Regions from separate parts of the Mus musculus genome. Here region 1 is linked to region 2. A link is a contact called in public HiChIP or PLAC-seq data. All regions are on one chromosome and are shown on one strand. Each heading gives the region's core, a stretch centred on a gene start, on an enhancer-like site or on the middle of the called end of the contact. The rest is flanking DNA. Distances are from core to core; before and after follow the strand shown.

What was found. HiChIP or PLAC-seq counts read pairs in DNA pulled down with a chosen protein or histone mark.
Region 1: an H3K27ac HiChIP or PLAC-seq map of microglia shows a contact between it and region 2, with 3 times the contacts expected there. The contact joins two enhancer-like sites. A contact is called at or near these places in 4 of 39 promoter capture datasets (the C10 cell line, cranial neural crest, liver and 1 more), 1 of 15 datasets of contacts at CTCF or cohesin (embryonic stem cells), 6 of 484 Hi-C or Micro-C datasets (B cells, the G1E-ER4 cell line, the HL-1 cell line and 3 more), 6 of 115 datasets of contacts at active chromatin or transcription factors (bone marrow-derived macrophages, cardiomyocytes, embryonic stem cells and 2 more) and 3 of 9 other capture datasets (adipose tissue, bone marrow-derived macrophages and liver).

The regions. Positions count from the first base shown.
Region 1 is chr6:134,226,023-134,231,027 of GRCm38.p6, reverse strand. All of the region lies in intron 3 of Etv6 (ets variant 6), which reads right to left. Among named protein-coding and RNA genes, the nearest start is that of Gm38908, 5.7 kb to the right of the region's middle. Within about 2 kb of position 1,502, at least 5 of the 459 cell types and tissues checked have an H3K27ac peak or open chromatin away from gene starts, as enhancers often do. A contact at or near this core is called in microglia, where this site is marked.
Region 2 is chr6:134,128,229-134,133,484 of GRCm38.p6, reverse strand. The region is part of intron 1 of Etv6 (ets variant 6); the gene reads right to left. Among named protein-coding and RNA genes, the nearest start is that of Gm46978, 20 kb to the right of the region's middle. Within about 2 kb of position 3,449, at least 63 of the 459 cell types and tissues checked have an H3K27ac peak or open chromatin away from gene starts, as enhancers often do. A contact at or near this core is called in microglia, where this site is marked.

The DNA.
Region 1 (5,005 bases), core at 253-2,752, 99 kb before region 2:
TGGGAAGGCAGAGCTTGTACCGGAGTGCCAGGATCCAGAGCTGGATAGGGTTTTAGTGCTCCAAACCATAAGCCACCCATCGCTCTGGCTCCGATGTGAAGGGAATGCGGAACCCAAAATACAGTCCCTATTTTAATGATTCACATTTTAATCTCATACAAAAATAAGTCCCTAATCAACACTTTTTTTCTTCGCATTTAGTGTAATGTCTTCCTAACCCTTCCTAATTTACATGGCCATACTGGGTTTGAGCTTGTAGATCTGATCAATGTTTTATTTTGGCATTATGCAGAATAGAAAATGCAAACATTAAAGAAATGTGTTCTTGATGATTACTATTAAAAAAAATAAGGCTGCAATTAGTGTATCCATTTTGGAAGGGGAGGCCAGGAAATGTAAATTTAGTGACTGCGAAGAGTGTTCAGCGCTATTCCCTCAGTGAGGGGCACAGACTGCAGCAGACACTGCCAGCCTAGGGACCAGGTCACCTTGAGCAAGCTCCTGGGTTTCTCTATAAGACGCAGACGGTACCGCCCACCTCTCCCGCTCATCATAGAAGTTCAACGAGGATACTGAAGATCAGCACCCGGGAAAGAGCTGGTGTCCCCACACCTCCTCAGGCCGGAAAGAAGACCTAAAACAAGGGCTAGGAGGAAGAAGCCACTTTCATGTCTGAGTTCTCATTTCTTCAAAAGAAGTTACTTACTGTTACCGTGTGTGCGTGCGCCTGTGCGAGCATGTGCCTGTCACACACAGTGCGGGTGTGGAGGTCAGCGGGTAGGTAACCTTGTAGAGTAGGTTCTGTCCTTGCACCTTCTCCTGGGTCACCAGGCTTGCATGGTCCACACATTTATTTACCTGCAGGGCCATCTTGCTGGCCCCTGGAGTTTTCATTTCTCTGTAGTTGCTGACGCTCTTGGGTATGACAGATACCTCCTTAAACATGTCCTTTGAGGTAATCCGCACAATGAGACCAGCACAGGCTTGCCAGGAAGAGCTCCCCAGCACTGCTTCAGTGGCACCCGCCCTGTTCCGATACCATTCTGACTACTGAGGTCATTTGAGTGGCCCAGGCCACTCAGGTCTTGGGTGGAGAACTGAGGAGGAAAGTCTGGGTTCTTCATTCCCACTTGAGGAAAGGGAAGGTGGTCCATGGCCACTCTGCCTGGGCCCCTCATCCTCCCACACTGAGCTAACCCCAGCACTGCTGGCATGAGCTCTGCCTTCACGATGCTTTAACCTTGCTTCCAGCAGCTGGCAGGGGAAGGGGCTGTGCAGAGAGACCTTCCCACAGAAGAAAGAAGAGGGATGCATGCGCATCAGCAGGCTCTGCCGGCTGCTTACTTGAACCCTATTCCATAAGCAGCAGTTAGATTACCATGCCAATGCCTTTCGTGGTGATGGCTGGGAGCTGTGGGAGCCTGAGTTCTAGCTCTGCCAGGCACACTTAACTTTGACCCTGAGTGTGGGCACAGCTGGATCAGGCCTGGGTCTGCAGCAACCAGGAGCCTGCACAGAGGAAGTGGCTGGCTAAGCACTACGGAAGAGGCAGTGTGCCATACATGCTCTGTGTTTGGACTGTCAATAACGAAGTACCTGTAAGAGCCTGGAGTCTTAGGCCTTAAAGAGAATTCTAGAAATGTCTGAGATTGGCCTAAACTTCTGCTCTCTAGGAGTCCCCTCTCTCCCCTTCCCCTGCCAAGAAAAAGCCTTGGCTGTGTAAGTCCTATGATGGGCAGCCAGCCCTGGCATAAGAAAACCATTTTTCTTGATGATTCTACTTGGTAGAAAGTTGTGTTGAGTTGGAATATGGCCTTCTTGAAATTCCTATACCCTGGTTGTAGTTTCCAGAGTGTTCAAAAACATGTCTTGCCTACAACTTCCTAAATAGGCAAGGGTGGCCCCGCACCTCCCTCCACAGCCACTACTACCCTTTGCTCCTTTAACACTTACATGCTCTGTGGATGGATTCCTTAAATTCTCCAGTGTGTAGACAATCTCATTTACCTTTTCTTAATTAATATTATCGTGTGTGTGTGTGTGTGTGTGTGTGTGTGTGTGTGTGTGCTTGTGGGTTTGCGCCTACAGAAGAGACACAAAGCAAAGCACACATGTGGTATTCAGAGGACAACTTGTGGAAGCCAGTTCTCTCCTCCCTCCACGTGTGTCTGGGATCAAACTCAGAGTGACAGGCTTGGAAGCAAGAGTCTTTACCCACTGAACCATCATGCCAGCGCAGGATATCATATGTAACACTGGCAACTCTCCCTTGAAGAATCTGTGCACACTTGGGTACATCCTGCTTTCTGTGACTTTTCTTTGAGAATCCCACATCCTTGCTCTTGGGCATTGTTTACTTTCTTCCCTGCACCTCTCTTAACCCTTTTGAATAAGCCTAAGCCTGTATTAAAAACCTTCAACTCTGCATCACAGACGTAAAGTTAACAGTAAGGAAGAGATCTTTGGAACGCAGAGGGTATTTACAGTAAGTTCTCCATTCGCCTACTGAAAACAAAGGTTGACCCATAGAACTGTGTGCCCAACTTTGTGAATCTCAGACTCAGGAAAGGAATAACTGGTCACAGCTGGCACTTCTACAGTGGTAGGCAGTGGAACCCAGGTCTCTGCACTCAGAGTCAACAGCTGGTCCAGCTGCCAATGCGCGTGTTTCTATGCAAGGCCCAGATCCATTCGTGCTGCAGATGATTTACTATGAAGCTGGGGGCTTCCCTTATGCTCCTCCCTGGAAGGAGTGCTGGGAACTGAAAATGTCTGTACCCTCCAGTTTTATGCCCTAACACTTTTATATTATCCTGGGTCCACATATACACAGCGAAACTCAAAACAGCTTGAATCCTGTCTTTTGACATGAATTTTGAAAATCTGAATGTCTGCTTGTGTTCCCCTCTTTGTGTGTGTGTGTGGGTTGTCGGGGTGTGTACACCTGACTGCACCAGGTGTCTTCCATCACCTTCGCCTTACCGTCTGGGTCGGGGTCTGTCAGTGAACCGGAAGCTCGCCATTTTGGCTATGCTAGGTGGCTAGTGAATTCTTGGTACATCGCTGTCACCGGCTCGCATTGCTGGGGTTGCAGGCAGATACAGCTATGCTCAACTTTGGAACTGAGTGTTGAAGAGGTGGCAGGTCAGATCTCCAGCTAACACAACACCGGAGCCACTGCGGCCACGCGTCAGACACCAATTTTATTATTTTATTTGGAATTTCCTTTAAAAGCTGGGCCTGCTAATACCCACTACACACCTCCGAAAACCGAGGTAAAGGTTGCAAACTCAAGACCTGCCAGGATAACTCAGCATGACCCTGTCCATGCTGGGGTGGGACTGGTGGGTAGGGGTGGGGATGGAGCTTGGCTCCGGATGCGCTAGGTTAAATCCTCAGTCAGGGATGGGTTGGTTGTTTAAAACAAACAGAAGAGAAAGTGAAAAATGCCAGGCTAACAGTTTCCTGAAGGTGAAGAACCCAGGGATGCTACTTGAAGGGGTCAGGTGCTGAAAATGATTGATCTTACTCTTAGCGAAAGGACTTTGGGCTCTAGAGCAAGGCCAGCCCAATCCGATGCCAGGTTCCTCTCCCATCAGCCTCCTGCGCTAGGGCAAATTACTTCACCCCTTCTGAGTCTTGGTTTAAAACACTATCAGTTCAGCTCGCTTTTGTGCAACATGAGAATAATGCCACAGAGCTGGTGAGACAGAGGGGATGGTACCTAACCCTGGCCTCACAGAATACACACTGGCTGGATGGCCATCTTGTGGGCATGACTTTTATTAACAGACAAGTCATATTTTCTCAGCGTCAATATTTCTGCGTTAAAGCCCCCACACAGTTTCATTAATGTTACTTTTGTGTGTGCAAGTTTCCTTGTCCTTCCACTGACATAATTTCATATAGAAACCTCTAGTTCATAATTGGGTCTCTCTAAAACCCTCCCTTCCGTGCAGTCTCATCTCAAAATCTTTGGGTTTCTATCCTTCAGTATACAAGCAGCTTCAGGGGTTCCTGTACTCCCCCCTCATCCTTCAGTCCTTATCTCCCCCTACCAGGTCAGGACCAGCTCTTTCCTCATCTGTCAGCTAACCACCCCCAGGAGCTGTCAATTCTGTCATCTCTACTCCTTCACTTTGCTTTCTGGTTTTCCCTCTGAAGCCTTCCTTAAACTGCTCTTGCTGAGGTCCCCTCCCTGGTGTTAACTCAAAGGGCAGCCATGGTTCTTAGGGAACAGCGCCACCTTAGCAGCCTATGCTGCCAGGAATCTTAAGTGGCTCCCCTGCCAACTCTGCCCCCACCCTAGGATGCTTCCTGGCTCAGAAGACTACTTCTGTGGCTTTCTTCCTTCTCCAGCCCTTTAATACTGACGTTCCCAGCATCTTCACCAGTTCCTCTTGGAGCACTGCACCTCTTCCCAAGACTCCGCTTGTCGTCAGCCTGATCAGTTCCAGTCACGATGCCTTCTGACTCCCAAAACCGAGACCTCGTGAATGATTTACAGATAAAGTGTCCAACACAGAAATCTTTACAAACCAGAAGGGGTTCCCTAGCTCAGTTATCTAATCAGGTCAGAAACCTGGAGTTAATTCTCCCATCTTCCTTCCCTTTCACCTAACATGGAATCAGCCACCAAGCCTGGGGGCTCTGCCCACTTTACTGTTGGGATTGTCCCTTCTCTCTGTTGGCCCTTCCTTGGTTCTAATCATTTTCATTGTTCCAAGGCTCTAGCCAGACTGCCCGACATCTGTTCCTTGCCCATCCTCTGCTTCTGATCCTAAAGAGGATCTGCAAGGCACTGAATGACGTGATGAAGAAATAATAAACAAAGGAACAAACGGAGTTAGGTGTTAAGCTAAGGAGTATCCCGTTATATTGACCATTTTTAAGGTTGTCTAGCTATATTGGGGGTGGTTGGGCTATTTCTGGTTTTTACTGTTATAAATAGAAGCACAAAAGGACATTTTCTTTGTCCACTATGGGATAATTTCCTTGGGATATT
Region 2 (5,256 bases), core at 2,200-4,699:
TTATGGGGGCCACTCTGGTCCATTCACATACTTATTCTTACACTAGGACCTAAAAAAGGATGAGAGGTTGGGTTGGAGCCTACTGTTAATCAAATACCTTCTGGAAATACAGGCGACACGTGTTGTGAATCAAGGGAGGAAGAAATAACGCTGGTGTTCTCATGGAAAGATGGTTAGAGGGTAATTACAAATAAGTTAGATATCCTTGATTGAGGAATTCTTTCTAGACACTGCCTCAACAACATTGTAAATGCCAAGATTCTATCTCCAATTTGATTTCTGAAGCCTGCGTGGAAAATCCCGAGGAGTGTCATGAGACTGAACAGTGACTGCTTCCTGGGGTTATGGTAAGAATGACACCGTAGGTGCCTCTCATCTGCTGCATGTTGGCGTCGTCCCACGAAAGTGAGCACTGCAACCCAGAGAAGATGTGAAACCAGCAGAGAAAGATCAGGCTGCCAGATCTCAGAAAGCTTGAGGGAAAGCTAACGCTTGTCCTGTAACCAACCTTAACGGATTGCCCAGAAGGACTCCCTCCTCCGAAGAGCTCTACTGTGACTTACTAAACAAGCAGGGATATTCAATGTGATGGTTAATCTCAAATGCCAACTCAGTGAGATCTAGAAAGAACTGGGAGATGAGCCTGCAAGCATGCCTGTGATGAGGATAGCTGAGGTGGGAAGGCTAGCCCACTATGGGTGGCACCATCCCCTTGGTTGGAATCTTGGGTTATGCAAAGAGCAGATAGTATGCTAAGCACAAGGATGCTCTGTTTATGCACAGTGGCTGTGACGGAAGCAGCTGTCTGAATCTCCTGCTACCACTCTCTCCCCGCCATGATGGACTGTCCCACCGAACTGTAAACCAAAATAATCCTTTGTTAAGTTGCTTTTTGCCAGGATGTTTTATCAAAGCAGCAGGAAAATGGAAGCAAACAACATCTTAAAATTCTATTCTGGCTGCAAAATGGTGTTGGCTCTCACTAAATATGTGTTTGATAAGCATGCTTTTACTAACAAACCACATCTATACATTATCCTTTAAGAGAGAGAGAGAGAGAGAGAGAGAGAGAGAGAGAGAGAGAGAGAGAAATAAAAATATATCTGCACCATTTTCTAGGTCTCTGGCATTACAGACACAAATAAAAACCCAAACTCACATGCTCCCAAACATCTATTTCTTCACTTGTCTTTAAAAAAAATGTACATTCACTATTTTGTCCAACCCAAGATTCAGTGAGGTAAACTTGAGAAAGAACTTGAGAAAGTATGCATATGCAACCAGAAATTGTAATTTTGGGAGTGTCCCTAAAAAGAAACAATATGTCCCTAGAAAGAGAGACTCGGCTGAGGAAGATCATCACAGGTATCCAGACATACAGGAATAGTAAGGCAGAAACGCAAATGCAGAAAGAGTTATGGTGGTTTCTTCTTCTCCCAGAAAGGGTCTAGGAGACTTCTAAATCCAAGAGCTCAAATGCTTCTAGGTGTCCAGGCTCTTCCTAAGAGAAATCTCTATCTGGATAGTCATTCTATAACCCAAATGGTATCTGGTTTTTAGAACTCACTGGCAGGATGCACATCAGTATCTCGGGGAAGACAAATGGGCGTTCCCTCTGGAAAGTAACAAGGGTGGGAACCACATTCTTGGTTTCTGCAGTTTCCTCCCCAAGTCATCCTCATTGATGGCCTGGGCAGCCCTCTCAAGGGAGGGACTAACCACACACACTCAACAGGCAGGGCTCTCCTGGGGAGCCAGGCTCTTCTGTTTCCTCTGGAAGTCTTTGATGATGGATAAAGCAGGTGGTCCAGAGTCAGAAGACAACACACTGTATTTGTCCAATGGACAGAGTTAGGTCAGATAACTTTAAATCTTCCTTTACCCACACCTATTATATTACGTGCAGTGGTGTTATAAAGGAAATAGAAAAGGTACATTGATAATAAGCCCTGCCATCGAGCCTTGCACTAAAGTGCCACTGAGATGCTCCCCTCCCTATCACTAAGAAATATTCTAACGCTCACTGAGTGTAGGCCTGTATTTGTCCTTCTGCATTAAACAACTCTAAGTCCTTGTATGTCTAGAATGGCTCCCATATTTAAATTCTACGGTGGGACCGTGCAGCTCAGTGGTAGAATTTACCTAACATATACAAGGTCCTGGGTTCTAGCCCTAACACTGCAAACAACCATCAGCAACGGCAGCCATATCATTCTACCCATAAAAGCTAAGAACACTTATACATGTCAGAATACAAATACAGCTGGAAAACAGAGATACTTCAAAGATCCAAAAAAAAAAAAAAAAAAACAACAACAACAACAACAACATTAAGGGAGGCCGTGGGCTGTGTGCTTCTTGTGGAGTTGTTCTCGATCCTCAAGAACACTGCCAGGAAGGCCTCCTTATCACCAACCCACAGTAGGGAACCTGATCTGAAGATTGTAAGGCTTAATTGAGCAACTTGTTCCGTCACCAGCTTGGGAGACAGCATAGCTGGTATTGTGGGTACAGGCTGGTCTAACTCCACTCCACTGAACTGCTGCTAACAAAGAGGAACATCAAGAAACTGCATTCAAGAACCACTGGCCAGTCACCAATGGCTTTGTAGCTTAAGCGGAATCCCAAGAGGTAACTTGCCACTGTACGAACTGCAGTGCCCTTGGGATGGCTCCTCCATTTGCCTCTGTCCTCAGCTCTCAGGGAACCCATCCATACCAGCGGCTCATCTGACAGGACTGTCAAAGCCAGGGACCCACTTTCCTAGGCCTGCAATGCATCTCATGAGCACAAAGTAACAGAGTTTGGCTAGAAGAAAGGGAGTAGACAATGTCTGAGAAGTGTGTCCCCATATGGCCTCTTTAGAGGGGCAACCATTAGAATTCATACAGGGGTGTGTGTTTACTTTGCAACAATCAGTAGGACCAGCGAAGCATCTACAGATTGCCTGTGTGTTTAATTGCTTTGCACTGTACAGAAATCTCATCTTGGTTACTGTTGGGTAAAAATATCTTACTCTTTATCCCTAATGTTTTCTCTAACAAGAAACCATTTCTCTTACTCAATCCTTTCCAATTCTTCAAGAACATCAAATCTAAATATGTAGACGAGATTTTTAAAAGTGAGGAGCAGGAAGGGACCCTGCCAACACTCACTTAATACGGCAGGAAGAATCTTATGTCCTAGGGAGGCAAGCATGCCTTCAGAAATCACAGTGGACAGTATCTAGGAAAGGCTCCTTCAAAGGCCTGGGGACAGACACTCCTAAAGTCAGCAAGGCTTTATGCGCTCAGTGGCCTTCTGGCCCTTTACGTGTTACAGATTCTCCAAGACGTCTTCGAGTATCAGAGGAGTGAGTAGAAGAAAGAGTGGTGCATTCCCTGTACATGAGTCAACACTCCACCTCTGCAACAAGTCCTTAGGACAAGGAAAGGTCTGTCCCCGGCTCTCAGTTTCAAGAGTTCAGCATGTGATCAACTGGCCTTGTGGCTATGAGTCTGTGGCAAGGCAGCACATGTTGGCAGAAGAATGTAAAACACTTTACTTTACTGAAGACAGGGAAGCAAACAGAGAGAAAGGGAGGCACCAGTCTATTCCACTATCCCGTTCAAGGGCATGTCACGTATGGTCTGAAGATCTCTCACTCTTCTAATCTCAATCTCTCTCCCTCTCCCCTCCCCATCCCCCTCCCTCTCCAACCCCTCTCTTTTAAAAAAAAAATCATTCATTTTTATTTTATATGAGTGTTCTGCTCCATGTGCATTCCTGATGCCTACAGAGGCCATTGGAGGGCGTTAGATCTCACGGAATTAGCGTCAGAGATGGTTCTGAGTCACCATGTGGGTGCTGAGAATCACACCCAGGTCCTCCAGAAGAGCAGTCAACACTCATAACTGCTGAGGTCCCTCTTCATAGGGCCCCATCTCTTCAAAGGGCCCAATAGTGCCACTCTGGGGTCAAGCCTTTGAAAGATACTTAAACTAAATCAACAGCAACTGTATACTTAGGAGGCGGAGCCTGTAATACAGACCTGACTGAGCACTATGCGGGTAGAAGCCCTGCCAACAGCTCCAGCTTACACGTGTGTGGGATTATTCCCTTGAGAGCAGACTGAGGCTGAGGCAGGAAGGTTTTCTAAAAGAGGCTTCCATACTGGGGGGTGGGGGAGGGCGGCGGCGGCGCTCACATAAATGCTTCACAATTCCAAGATGCTGCTCATACAATATGACACTCTCTGGCAAGTCAAAGCTTGATGACAATAATGTAGGCAAGAGCAGCCCCATCACAACAGAAACCTCTTTTCTACTTACCTAGCAATCAGACTCTATAAAGTTGTAAAACCCGGTGTGTCTAGGAACAGGGTATCAAAGTTAAAACAAAACAAAACAAAGAAACAAACAAAAAATCAGAAAACCAAAACCACACAGCTGAAACCTTACATCCACGTCTTTACTGTTCTGATTTTTAAATATTCTAATTAAGATCCTTTCCACTCCTGAGAGTGGCTTAGCACGAAATTCTTTTTTCTTCTTTGCAACTTTTCTGGATTTCTTGGATATTTCTGACACGGAGAGAAAGCAGCAAGTGAAGCCGGGGTTCTTTAGCTAGCAATGCCAGCGTGTGGTTTCCAGGGAGGACTGTGGAGCCGGCCCAGATCTTCTGATGCACGGATGGCTGGCTCATCTGGCCAGGCCCCGGAATCATGCACAGGCGAGCAAGGTTACAAGCTTCAGACCTGGACAGGAAAATTAAATTCGTGCCATTCCCAGGCCTAGACGGCACACTAGTCCCAGCTAACGATGCTACAATAGCTTGAAGCTGAGGACAGATGAAGCTGGCAGTATTCGCCACAGCTCCTGGAAAACGCCTTAAAGTGTATGAGCTCTCTCCCAGTGGGCCAGCAGCACTGTTCACGGTAGGAAAGGTGAGTGTTTTTACATACACAGACCCTCAAGGGCTACCTCTGGGAAAAAAAACTGTTTCAATGTCTGAGTTTCCCAGAAATACTCCTGAGTTATGGATCCACCATTTGAAGAGGGTCACTAAATTCTTTCTTCCTGGCTAGTTCCAGATGCAGAACAAACAGGTACTTAAGTTAGCAGCAGCCTGTACCCTGGGTACAAGGCTGTAGCCAAGTTCAGCTACCGTATTAGCTGCCTTCTCCTCCATTAATGCTATTCCCTTTAATGGTTTGGCTATTACAATTAGCCAATCGGCGCAGTCCCTGCCTGGGGCTAACAAGTAATGAACTGAGAG